2 separate regions of the Mus musculus genome follow, and region 1 is linked to region 2. The links are chromatin contacts, called in public promoter capture Hi-C maps. All regions are on one chromosome and are shown on one strand. Each heading gives the region's core, a stretch centred on a gene start, on an enhancer-like site or on the middle of the called end of the contact. The rest is flanking DNA. Distances are from core to core; before and after follow the strand shown. Region 1 has its middle 39 kb from the start of Slc7a13. Region 2 overlaps Rmdn1 (regulator of microtubule dynamics 1).

Region 1 (7,170 bases), core at 4,517-7,016, 260 kb after region 2:
ATTGATTCTTTCTAAATTTCACATCATGCACCCAAACTGCATTCATCTCCTGTCTCTACATACCCACTCTCCACCCTTGCCATCCCCCCTCCAAGGAAAACAAAAGATTTTATTGTGGAAGCTGTAGAGTGTCACAGCATATCCACAGTATATCCTTTTGTTCTTAGCTTGCAAATGTTCACTGCAATGAGACATTGCTCTGGTTCCAGGCCTCTGACTTCTGCTAGACTATCAATACTGGATCCTTACAGGGACTCCTCTCCACTGTCCTGTTGTTGTCCTGTGTCATGGAGATCCTGAAGCTGTGGATCTTCAGGACCAGCCTCTTAATGCACACCAGCAATTCATAGATAGGGTCCATGCTGGGGTGGGCCAACTCAAAGCCCACAGTGGTAGCTAAGCTGGTCAGCCTGCCAGCTCTTCTGTACCCACACTATGAGGAGGGTAAACTCTCCACCACTACCCATCTGGCTCATCCAATGTGGCAGCTGGCAAAGGGCAGAACCAGCTCTCCCATACTTTAACACTCTGGGCCTACTTGCCTGCCCTTGCCAACAGGACTAGCTCTACTGTGCTGCCTAGGTGAGGTGCAGGGGCAGCTCTCCTGAGTCCTGGAGCTGGTGAGGGTCAGAGACAGCTCTCTTGCTCTCATGACCCCGAGGCTAGCTCTCCTGCCTCTTGCAGGTGGCAAGGGGTGAAGGGCAAAGAGAGGAGAGTGAATAGTTTATTCTACTGTGGCTACATATCAGAGATTCTGTTCAATAGAGTAAAACAAAGATGGAAGGAAGAAAACAAGATAATAGTAGACTTTCCATTTCAAATTTAGAGTTCCATGTAAACTTAGCAAAGAAGTTGGCTTATATTGCTTCCTCAGTAACAATCAGGACAATTCAGTCTGCTATGCAGTTTTCTGATGTTTCTTTAAGAGTTAGCAGTGAGTCCTTCCTTACTAATTAGCTTAGACAAACACCATACAATTCCTTCTACACAATATGGAGAGGTTATAAAATATGGCTTTTATTTTTGTAAACATAACCATGTATTATAGCATATTTATTAGTATCCTAAAAACTAGATTCATCTGAAAATGAGATAATCTCACTTGAGAATATGTCTCCACCAGACTGACTTGTAGACAAAACAATGGGGGCATTTTATTAATTAATAACAGATGTTGGAGGGGCCATGTCACTGGGCATTGTGCCACACCTTGGCAAGTAGTCCTGGGTTGTATGGAAAAACAAATTGAATGAGCCGTGAGAAGCAAGAAAGTGAGCAGCACTCCTCCATGGCCTCTACTTCAGTTCCTGCTTCCAGCTTCCTGCCCTGCTTGAGTTCCTGCCTTGGTTTCCTTCAGTGATTTACAGGGACCCAGGATATATAAGCCAAATAAACTCGTTACTCTCTAAGTTGCTTTTGGTCATGCTCTTTACCATAGCAATATAAAGAAAACTAAATAAACAGAAACCTCCAAATGTATCCAAATAAAAGAGAGAGGAAATGCAGTCAGCCAAACTGTGAACTTCAAGCTGAGATTTGGCAGAACATTGGGAAGAAAATATCTTCTACTTTTTTGATACCCCACACATACTCAGTGGAGAGAAGCAATCCAGGGTTTTGTAATACAGTTTGCAGAGGGGAAGGCCGGCACTCAAGCTTTCTATAGATTGTCACAAGACATTTCAAAATTGCTATTTAGAGGACATGCCTGTCTGCTGATCCAGCTCACTGCTTCCTGTCAACAATGATATTATTCTGATCCTTCCCATACTCAGTGGTCACTTAACAAGGTAATTGCAACTCCCAGGAAATGGAATAATCTGTGCAGCTAAAGAGCTCACTGAGAATTCAAAGCACATGGAGTGCAGGCACTCCAGCTTGCCCTGATACCCATTCCCCCAAGGGGCTGAAATAGGCAAAGGCTAGGAGAAAACTTATAAATGGTTAGTTAGCTACCATTACACCAAAGCAGCAATAAAATAAAATAAAATAATAAAATAAACACTGCGCATCAGACTACTAACTGGCTGCAAGTCTGCAGTCATTTAGTCATGAGCAAGCAGCCACTTTAGAAGCAACTATGTCTTATCTACTATGTGAGTAGGGCACACTGATCTATTAAGAAGACTGTATTCTGGGTATAGGCTTCTCTTTGAGAAGGTAATGAGACAGGAAAGTAAACTTTCATAAGAGACTGAGCGATGCTTAGTGGTTAAGAGCCCTTGTTACTCTTCGGAAGACCAAAGTTTGGTTCTCAGCACCCATGTCAGGCAGCTCACATCTGCCTGCTACCCCAGTCACAGAAGATTCTAACCCCTCTGTGTACACTCACATGCATGTATACTATATACATATACATTTAGAAAAATCTTACATTTCTATGACAACACATATTTATTTAAAATTCTATTGGATTTATTTGAGGCATAGAAGGAGAGGAGAGTGTGTGAAAAGGAGCCCTAAGTCCCAGGCAATAAAGCAGATGTGACTTTGAGCTTGGTTGTCATGGTAACACATAAGCATTGTGAAGGACTCAGGAGTGCAATGAGGAAGGGGAGTTGGAAGGTAAAAAATGAAATTTCAAGAGTAGCTCAAATAACCTGAGGGTATTAGGGAAGGGAGTCCTAGACGGTGAGAGAAGACTTCACTCTGCAAACGCAGTGAGGAGATGTGAGGCAGGAAGATAAGGGAGATTGGGGTTCTCCCTGTTCACAATTTGCAATACCTGTAAGTGTGGAATAACTGGAAATAATTTTAGTCTAAGTCAATCAACCAACCAGTCCTACACATCTATGTGTCTACTTGCACTATCAATATCAAAGTTACCATTTTTCTTAACAGACAGGTATAATTCTTTGAGCAATGCCATGCTGTGAACTAATGGACACACAGACCAGAAAGGAGGCCGTGCTCCCTTTCTTGATGTGGTCATCTGAGTGAGTGGGATTGTCACATACCCAAGTCATTGTAATGTAAGGTTGGCCCAAGTGGGTACAAATAGCCCTTTTTTGAGCACCTACTTTATGTCAGGCTGTGTGTTAATCTTAAACATATTATTTAATTTAGATTGGATAGATATCTCAAAGCTCTACATACTTAGGTCACTTCCACAGATGATGAACGTAAATCCAAAAAATTCAATAACTTGACTTAGGTCTAATGGCTGTAGAAATCAGAAACAATACATCCAAATTCCTTTGATTCACAAGCTAGCTTTCCTTTCTGTGCTAACCAGTTACTTTGTTAGAGTTTGATTGCATTTATTTGCTTCATAGCCAACAAGAGTTGAAGTATTTATTTGTAAGGACTTCATCAGCTAGGCCCTGCCTAGCCAAGTGAGGGGAATCTATCTGGAAGATAGATCAATAAGAGGCTTAGAAGAGAGAGGCTGCTATGAGATGAGACAACTTCCCGGTACCCAAAGTAGACTATGGAGAAAGGTTCTGATCTCTGAAGAAATTAGCACCTTGCTCTTCAAACCTCTGTTATTTTATATAGCAAAGAAAACAAGATTTTTTTAAAGTATCCCTACTGGAATATTTCTCTATGGCTATTAAGTAGATTCTAGAGAGTACATGAATAGAGATGGTTGAAAAGAGGCAATAAATGAATTAATTGAGTTTCTAATTCACACCTAAAATTCACGCTAAACCACACACTTACTTGTGGTAAGGACACATCCAAAATGCTCTCATCTCTTATTACTTAGACTCTGTTTCACAGGCCTTTCTGTTTATGTATACCACAGAATTAGAGCCATTCAACTGGTTCATTAGGAAAGTGCTTCCTTGAAGCTCTTGGTTTGCAAAGAGGCGTGTGGATCTGGTTTACTATTCAATGCTTGAGCAGAGCATGCAACTGAGAAAATAGTGTGTGTGGCTCAAACACTCCTCACCCTGAAATAAAGCTGCTGCTACAGAGTTCACAGCGCTGCATTAATGTGGCTTTTAGCTTATTCTGGAACATTGTTTCTTGATCTTAACCTCTGCCTAAATGAGGTTAAGATGAGTCCACATGGAAATGTCTCTCTCTTCTCTTCCCTTCCCTACCTCTCTTCCTCTTTACCTCCCTCTCTTCTTTCTTACCCAAGAATTCCATATTTAAGTGATGAAAACCGTTCATTGGTTTGTTTCTAGCTGATACATCTTTCTGTTGAATGCTGAGCAACCTGGCTCTTTCCCCCCCTCTCCCCCAGTCACCATGCGCAGTGACTACTGTGCTTAAGGCAGATCTCGGGTCTCACTTTTACCTCCTTTGGAGCAGTGGTCAGTTGCAGTGCTGACAAAGTTATTGCCCAGATGGGATTTGTTCACTCAACAAACCAAAGAACAAAAAGGATTAAATGCTACCTAATAATTAAGAGAGATTGGCAGCACACAGTAAACACGAGACTCCCTGAACACTTACTTATGGAAATCTTGATCCACACTCCTCTCACTCCATAACATCCTGTCTGTACATCAGTTCCTAATGGGAGGAAAGGTCAGTGACTTTGAGTGGGTCAGAAACATTGGACTAAGCAAGTCCAAGGGCTTTGGAATTAACCATAGATGCTGTTTGCAAAGGTTTGAAATAATTTCTATCCTAATTCATTCCTTATCATCTGTTTTTTGCTCCTTAATATATCCATTGATTGTTACACTGAAAGCATCTACTCCAATCGGCTGACTTGAACACTTTGAAAGAGATCTCATATAATTAGTTAAATAAACAACCGTGCAGGCAACATAAATCTCTCATGATAATTCACTCTTCCCTTCCTCTTCTTTTAATGAACTCAATCAATGGGAAACTTAACCAGTCATTTATACATTTGAGAGTCCTGTGACTTTTACGGTAGATGTTGAGAGTTTGAACAAGGAAGCAAAGTGGATTGAGAGTCCTTGTCAGTTTTGGATTGGCTCTGGCAGGTGGGTGAGGCATCATGAAGCAATCTTAATGAATTTACCTGTTGTTTTCTGCAGATCCATGAGTTTGTAGATCACTGGAATATGGCTTTGTGTAGTTGACCAGTTTCTAGCTAACATGTATTTCCATTGAATCCTGACAGCCAGGGTGATGCCAGATATCACTGCAGAGGCAGAGTTGTCTGGGTTCCCACCCCAACCACCCCCACCGCCCCAATCTCTACACTCAGTCAATACAGTGCTTAAGGCAGATCTTGAGTCCCAGTTTGCCTCCTTTGGTGAAGTAGTCAGTGGTCCTGACAAAGTTATTGACCCAGATGGGATTTGTTCATTCAACAAGCACATGATGAATGCTCATTTTGTTTTGAGCACTTCAGTAACACTCAGTTATTCATCAGTAAAGAAAACAGCAAGGTTTGGGGGCAAACCATCCTGGGGTCCTGAGGATGTATTACTGTCTAGGTATTGATGGTCTTTGGGTTTCAATTCCTTTGTCTTTCCTACATGTGGGCAGCAGGATGTCTGTATGCCAATAGAAATGTAGAGGTCCCTTGCCTAGCTATACTTTTACCCTTTCTTCCATGATTTAAATTAAACTTTATAGTGGAAATAATCTGTTCATTGTTCATTAAAAATATATATTAAATACTACCAGATACCAGGCTGTGGGCCAAACACTGAATTATTGAGCAGTCATCTAGAAGCTAAATTCTCTTTTCTCAAAGAACGTGGTTAGATGAGCAAGACCAACATTATAAAACAAAAAATAATTGTTATGAGCTGTGCCTGTAGCTATTAGGCAAAGACACAGTGCTCCGAGAAAGGCAAACACGAAGTACTTCCTTAAGATTAGGGAACTTTTTGAGTGGACATTGTGCAGTGCTGTTGTGTAATGGAATTCCAAAGATATGAATGGAATCCACTAGAGTTGGGTAGCATGGTAATGCCAAAACACTAAAACCCAAGGGGGGGGGGATGGGGGAGAGGTTTCAGCAGGGTTAGGTACTTGATTACTAAAGTCTGTGTAAAGCTCAAAGTAGAGAAACAATTCTCCCTCTGACCTCCACATACTTCCCATGGCAAACTTACATGTCCACCCATGCACAGGTACATGCACACACACACACACACACACACACACACACACACACACACACACACAAGAGAGTACTCCTTCACAAAACAAACAAGCAAACAAACATCATCTACAACAAAACCTTTAAAGTTGGGAGAAAAATGATATAGAACACATATGGTGGTCTCAAAATGAGTGTCAGACCTCAGGGGTTGGCAATCCCAGTAAGAGTGAAGTTGTGGACAATGGGGAAGCCAACTGGAAAAGAATACAAAACGGCAGGAAAAGAGCTGACTATTGCCAGCCTTGTTCATCATGATAAAAATCTGATTTGATGTTCAAGAAAATGGAGAGCCACCGAAGAATTTTAAATAAGGAACTGACAGAATGTTGGTTTTTAAAAGTTCACTCAGTTGTTGAGGGACAATGTGTTGGAAAGAAAAAGAGTAGATGCTGGTTAGAATTCTGTGGCCCGGATTTAGGCAAAAGATGATAAAGGATTGGATTTAGGTAGTAAATTAAATAAATACTTTTGGAGTCTGAAAAGATGGCTTTAGCAGTGACTGCTCTTGTAGAGGTTCTGGGTTCGATCCCCAGAACCCACCCACACAGTAGCTCACTACCATTTATAAATCCAGTTCCAGGTGACCTCATACTCTCTTCTAGCCTCTGAAGCCACCATACTCACATAGTGCACAGCCATACATGTGGGCAAGTTATCCAAACACAAAAAATAAAAACACAGAAAAATAATTTTAAAAAACTAAAATATTTTTTTGTAGTAGAACGGAGAGTCTCGTGGATTTGCTGTTATTGTTCATCAATTTGATACAAGCTACAGTCATCTGGGAAGAGGAAATCTTAATTGAGAAAATGTCTTCATCATATTGGCCCATGGACAAGCCTTTGGGACATATTCTTAATTCATGTTTTGCTGTGGAAGAATGCAGCCCACTGCAGACAGCACCACCCATGAGCAGGTATTCCTGGGCGCTAAAAGAAGACAGGCTGAGAAGGCAGTGGGGATAGAGCCAGCAGGCAGCACTCATCCATGGCTTCTAATTCTGCTCCTGTCTTCAGGTTCCTGTCTTGCTTGAACTTCTTCTATGACTTTCATCAATGATGGGTGTTATAAAATAAACCTTTTCCTTCCCAAATTTGCTTTGGTCATGGTGTTTATCTCATCAA
Region 2 (6,761 bases), core at 2,992-5,491:
AACAGGTTTTTATCTGCTTCAGAACGTTCTAAGTACTTTTGGATATTAATCATCAACTTCACCCTTTTAAAAATGGGCACAAATTACTGGCTGTTATTGTTATTCATGCAGAGTACATTAGTTTTATCATTTAAAAGAATTCTGAATTTCCTTATGTCAAAACTAGTAGTAGCAATTCAGGCATAAGCCCTTCAGTAGCAAGGATGAGGCAGGAGGATTAGGAGTTCATGGCTAGCTTGGGGTACATATTAACATAACTAAATCTCAAAAGAAACCATAAATTGTAATAGCAATCCTGTATCACTTAGTTGTTCTAAGGAACAAATAAGAAAGAGTAATATTGGGGCTGGTGAGATGGCTCAGTGGGTAAGAGCACCCGACTGCTCTTCTGAAGGTCCTGAGTTCAAATCCCAGCAACCACATGGCGGCTCACAACCATCCATAACGAGATCTGACTCCCTCTTCTGGTGTGTCTGAAGACAGCTACAGTGTACTTACATATAATAATAAATAAATAAATCTAAAAAAAAAAAAGAGTAATATTGGCCTGTACCTGGAACAAAGTGACCACTACTGTTGATAGTTAATCTCAAAGTAGATCCAACTCCTGTTCAAGTCAGTCTCCAAATAATTCACTATGAATATTAACTTCATCATATAATGTTAAATTATTTATGAATAACTGAAGAGACCTTTTCAATCCCAGCACTTGGGAGGCAGAGGCAGGTGGATTTCTGAGTTCGAGGCCAGCCAGGTCTACAGAGTGAGTTCCAGGACAGCCAAGGCTACACAGAGAAACCCTGTCTCGAAAAAAAAAAAAAAAAAAAAAAAACCAAAACCCCCCCCCAAAAAAAAAATGTCCGTTAAGATGTTTGGTTCTCTCAGTAAAAAGGTACAATTTGAATGCATAATGCCATCTCTTCCCCTGTAGGTGCTATACATTTGCTGAAATGCCTTGGTATCAAAGAAGAATTGCTAAAGTGCTGTTTGCAAATCCTCCTAGTTCCACCTATGAGGAGGTAGTATGATGTCCTTTCTTAAGTTAGTACTGATTTCTTAACTACAGTACCATTCTACAGAGTCCACACATATGGAGATCTGATTCTCTGAGGGACTTGAGCAAGTTTCTAATGATCCAATTCAACAGTATCACAAAGGCTTAATACTTACTGTCCAGGTCTGGTGAGTGCTTTTTTTTCTTGTTCTTTAGGTGAGTGGCTGATAATTCTGGTATACTGTCAGCTAAAGTAGATAATGGCTGAAACAGACCTCAGTTTTCTGATTGTAATTTATACCATGTAGAAGCCAAAAAGTAGAATAAGAGTACTGTGATTTTTACCCAGTAAGTTTTAGAGATACTATATATATATAAAGTCATTTAGAGAAATGAAGAACATGTAACAAGTAAGGAAAAATTCTTGTGTGAAAGGCTCTTCATATTTTAAAGGTTGTTTGCTTTTCTTATAAAAATAAATTTTATAAATTTGTAGGTAAACTTTAAAGTTCACCCTCCCACCCTTTGGGTGCTGGGGTTTGAACTCCTTTGCATTCCTACTGGGTGAAAATCCTGAGTTTACTTAGTCACCTAATTTTCAAAATGTAAAGAAACTGACAACTGAGAAATTATCCTAGTATTTTTCCTCTCATATTAATGAATATTTGTTGTTGTTTGCCCCTATGGTATATGGATCTATGGTATACCAGTGGATGTTCTAGGATCTGGTTTCTCTCCATTCTCAGCCAAAACCAACACACACACACACACACACACACACACACACACACACACACACACACACACACACACACACACACACACCCTACCTACCTCAAAATATACGGAGGGTGTTATGAATGAATTCATCATTTAATTATGTTTAGTTTGTGTAAAAAGCAACCATTCTTACTTGTAAGAAACGTCATAGCTGAATCACACATGATCACACATGATCTTAACTGTGTGCCAGGGTAGTTTGGTACTTCCTCTGCATAGCAACCAGAAAATTATTAGAAGTGATTCTCACTATAAAATCCCAGTCTTTGATTATTTAATAGTTATATTCAGCCTATGATACTCTCCCTGCTGACCTTATCATTTGTTTTATGATCATTTACTCTCTGAAACCTTTAATACTAAGAATCAACCTTCAAAAACTGTTTTCTAAATTCCTGAGTCTAATTCGTTCTATTTTATTTGTATTCTTTGTATTCTTAACAGGCCTTAAGATACTTTCACAAAGCAGAAGAAGGTAAAATACTTTTACTCCAGCTATTAATATAATATTGTCTAAGTGTTTACTATGTCATAGAATATTTTAAATCAAGAATTTGCTGTATCTTTCACATTGTATAATGTAAAACAAATTTAAACTAAAAAGAAAAAAAAAAGTATGTATTTGGGTATTCCTCCTGAATGTATGTCAGTGTATGACTGGTGCTCTTGGAGACCAGAAGAAGGCATCCTCTCAGGACTGGGGTTAACAGACAGTTGTGAGTTGCCATGTTGGTGCTGGGAATTCACCCAGGGCTACTGGGAGAGCGTCCAGTAACTTAAAACCGGATGAGCTCCCTCTCTAGCACCAAATTTTAACTTTTTAACAAATAGGAATTGCACTTACATTCAGAGTTTCAATTCTGCAGTGTTCTCTTCATTTAATATAATTCTTTATCAGGAAGCTCTGACAAATTGTTTAACTTGGTATTTTATAGTTAATTAGAAGTACCTAAATGAAGACTATTTAAAACCATGCTAATTTTTGGTATGTTGCAGGATATTATATTCCACTGTAAAATAATTTAATGTTTTTCTTATTGTGATAAAAATGGTTGTTCCTATAACACTGTTGCTTTCCTGTCCTACATATTTCTGGAACCTTTATAAAAAAAATACTGACACTGGGGTTATAACTTGATGGCACAGTGCTTTGGTGACATGCACAAGGCCCTCAGGTCAGTCCCAAGGAAAGAAACATAATAAGAGACATGTCTTTGACTACTTGTACCATAAAAGCCACTCCAAATACCTTTGAGTTTTTAAAATCTTTTTTTAATAGTTGTCAATATATAGCTCAAGCTGGCCCCAAAGTATTGATCCTCCTGCCTCAGCATCCAAACACTGGAATTATAGGCATGTGACACATGCACAATTTCTTATAACAGAAATCTAAGACACATTCTTTATTAATCTGAGGTCCTATATACATAAACTTAAACAATTTAGTGATAACTTTAAAGAACTATGGTTTAATGTTAAATATGTAACTCATAAAGTTTTGTTCACTGTTTCCTTTTATTGATATTTTCCCTGATCAAACTAATTTATATATCATGATATGAAGTCATCTCAAGGGGGTTTAAAACTGTAATTCAGAAGTAAAATTGGACCTTAGGACATTTAAGGGTTGGCAGTCCCGAGTAAAGCTGCTAACACTGGGGTTGTTCCTTTGCTCCTAGAGTCATGTCCTTGGTGGTTCACTCACATCTGATTTATTTATGAGCAGTCACTTTTCCTAAGTTAAAGATTGCCCTAGTTCTAGTCCAAAGCCCCTCCCATAGCCTGTCATCCACACCTCCCCTAGCAGCCTCCTTATTCTCGTGTGTGTGTGTGTGTGTGTGTGTGTGTGTGTGAACCTGTACATGTGGATAAGGTGGGACGTTTTCCCCCTTTTGGCTCGTGATTATATTTGTATTGCTTACATACAGTACTTGGACGACTTCCTAGATGAAGAAGTGGATACTTAAATCAGTGTACTTAACCATAAAATGCTTAACGAAATTAAAGGACTTTGAGTTTTAAGCAAAAATTGTATCCAGGAAAAAGTAGGCTTTATTCTTTTTTAAACTCATGTGCCAGGCATGTGTTCTATTACTAAGTGCCATTCCTAGCCTCAGAAAGCATGCTTGGCATACAGAAAGACCAAGATTACCAGGAGGAAACTATGTGAAGAGTCAGGGGAATGAGAGCTGAGTGTGATGGTGTGTGTTTGTGGTTATCAGCACTCAGGAGGCCGAGACACTATGCCATTGAGTTTAGTAAGTTCCTGGCTCATTTGGAGTACACTACAGAATTCTGTCTCAAGAAAAAATTAGGATTATTTTGAACTTTATTCATGTTTCTTCAAATTATTTAACATATAATTGTACATATTTTTGGAGCACTGGCACTCCAGTATATTCATACAAGATGTAAACCAAATCGAAGCAGTCAGCTCTGACTCAGGCATTCATCTCTGTCTTGGGAAAGGCTGAAGTCTACATACAAGTGTTGAGTAAGCTGTCCTAGTTCCCTACTGTGCTGGATTCTGTGGTTCCCTTATCCGGCCTTTGTCTCTTCCTCCTCTTCCCAGCTTCTAATAACACTGTCTACTCTCAATTTCCTGGGCTTTGTTTGCACTTTTCTTTCAACCAAGAATATTCTCAGCTTTTCCTGTTCAAACTCCCGTTCATCCTCCAAGATTCGTAACTCTTACTTCGTTGTTTTCTTATGTGGCTTCTTATAGCAATGTTAAGTTTATACTTGGTAAACCATTTAGTTGTGTTCATGTTTTCCTCTGTGCCTAAGTATAGGAGACATTTAGCAAATGAAGATAAATCATGTTAACCATGATTTCATTCATGCACTAACTCAATGAACAGATGTTATTTTCCCTACACTGTTCTAGGCAATTGGAATGTAATAATGATGGGTGGTTTAAAAAGAAAATAGTTCTTATATAGCCCATGTTCTATCAGCATGAAGATACTTTAAAGTGAGATCTTGGTATAATGATGTGCACAGTCCATATGTACATTCAATACATCACAATTACTTTAGGGATTTTTTTGAGATAAAAACATTTGAACAAAAAAAGAACTATATTAGCCTAATCAATGTTTAATCACACAATTTTTATTAGAATTCAGACCAAAATATTAAAACTATAAAAATAAAGACACTTATTTCTCTGGAGCTGATTTTGTTTGCCCTTTTTATGTACAGTGGATCCAAACTTCTACAGCAAAAACTTGCTGCTTTTAGGAAAGACATACTTGAAGCTAAACAACAAAAAGCTTGCTGCGTTCTGGTTGGTAAAAGCCAAGGGTTATCCAGCACACACAGAAGAAGATAAACAGGTAAAATATCTATAATAAAGTAAGGCAGATAGGCTTTCTTTCAGGCATTAGTAAATGAATGAACTGAGAACATCCTTAAAAGAGAAACTGTTTAAATGCATAGTGTTGTGGAAAGCTCATCCAAGTGCTCATTTCTATATTCACCTTTACACTTTACCATGAGTGCTCCTTAGTGACTATCATCAAATGCCAGCTGGAAGCTGCTTGCTGCAGTGTAGAACTGATGTACATTTACAGTGTATATCTCATCAGAGGTTGTTTCTAAAACATAAAACGCAGCTTGGTGATAGGTGCTTACGAACATGCACAAGGACCTGGTTCAATTTCTGACACTGCAGGGGAGTAAGATTGGGGACAGGGTGTGGAGGGTTAAGGAAATGAACTAGAGTTCTCTTAGAATCAAGCTCATCTAGTCATCGCTATCAGGAGACCTTATTCTTACCATGCCCTATCTTTGTTATCCTGAAACGCTCAGAAACTAGTCTATAAACTTAAGCTTTATAAATTAGGCTGCACCATGTATATGTAACATGTGTTTTTCACTTTAGATACAGACAGAAGCTGCTCAGTTGCTTACAGGTTTGTGACAAGAAGTGAGAACATTTTGGAGAAGGCAACAACATACCTAATACTTTGTTTTCACTGATTTATAAACATTATACATTAACCATCACGACTGTATGGCTTTTTTTCTCAGTTCTTTTATGTGTGACCATTTTAAAAAATAAATGTAAAAAATTCTGGTTTCTTCACAAGTAAATAAGAAACTGCCACAGTGTACCCTAAGAGTGGCAGCAATACATCCCCCTGGTTCAGACAGACATTTGGAACACCAAGAGATAAAAATGGTATGGGATATGTAAGTATTGATCACTTCAGGATGAACCGTTTTCAAAAGGCTTTGTGAGCAGGCGGCACACGGGGGAGCGTTTCTCACGCCGCCATCGGATGGAGTTGCTGACTGAGAGGAGCCAGGCCTTTATGATGCTGAGGGCTCCTTGCATAAAGACCTGGAGTGATATGTGTCTTAGAGGCAACCTGAATAAGGAAAAATTCTGTGAACACCCTTTTAAAAATGTGGTATACCTCCATAGATGGGTTGAATTTGTTACTTGACAAATTGTAATCCTATTTAGAGTGGAGGGACACATTTCAGGGTTAAAGGAAATAGACATTTACCAGGCAGAGTACTAAACCTTGAGTCTCATATGCCACCACTATAAACTTAATTTTTACAACAACTAGAGCTGAATGAATATGGGACTGTGTATGGGTATTTCCCCCCCCAAAAGTCATGAGAATTGTAATGTTATATAAATTACAGCAAAATGTGTAGGTGTGTGTTGTTCCTGTTTTACCATGTAAACTTTAACACATAAACATGGAAGTACGTCCCATACTTGGATTTAAGGTATTAATATTTTGTTATGCCATTTTTATATGTGTATATCTATTCACATATAATGTATCTTTAAACCCCTGAAACTGCAGGTTTTATCATATCCTTAAGAAACTCAGCTGCTTTTGAAAATAAGTGCATCTTCCAAAGCAAATACAATTATATTATCACACCTATTACATCACCTCCAAACAAGACATACTCAGATATCCTTAACTGTCCTAAAGTTCTGCTTTTGGAGATCAGAATT

The links. Capture Hi-C pulls out chosen DNA fragments and counts their contacts.
Region 1: a promoter capture Hi-C map of pancreatic islet shows a contact between it and region 2. The contact joins two enhancer-like sites. A contact is called at or near these places in 1 of 39 promoter capture datasets (the C10 cell line), 1 of 484 Hi-C or Micro-C datasets (nephron progenitors) and 3 of 9 other capture datasets (adipose tissue, embryonic stem cells and pancreatic islet).

What each region holds. Positions count from the first base shown.
Region 1 is chr4:19,854,610-19,861,779 of GRCm38.p6, forward strand. No RefSeq gene overlaps it. Among named protein-coding and RNA genes, the nearest start is that of Slc7a13, 39 kb to the left of the region's middle. Within about 2 kb of position 5,767, at least 11 of the 459 cell types and tissues checked have an H3K27ac peak or open chromatin away from gene starts, as enhancers often do.
Region 2 is chr4:19,600,425-19,607,185 of GRCm38.p6, forward strand. It overlaps Rmdn1 (regulator of microtubule dynamics 1), which reads left to right. Exons shown (of 10, transcript NM_025476.6): 7 at 932-1,019; 8 at 2,219-2,249; 9 at 4,979-5,112; 10 at 5,661-6,508. The coding sequence ends at 5,699. Among named protein-coding and RNA genes, the nearest start is that of Gm52724, 8.7 kb to the left of the region's middle. Within about 2 kb of position 4,242, at least 12 of the 459 cell types and tissues checked have an H3K27ac peak or open chromatin away from gene starts, as enhancers often do.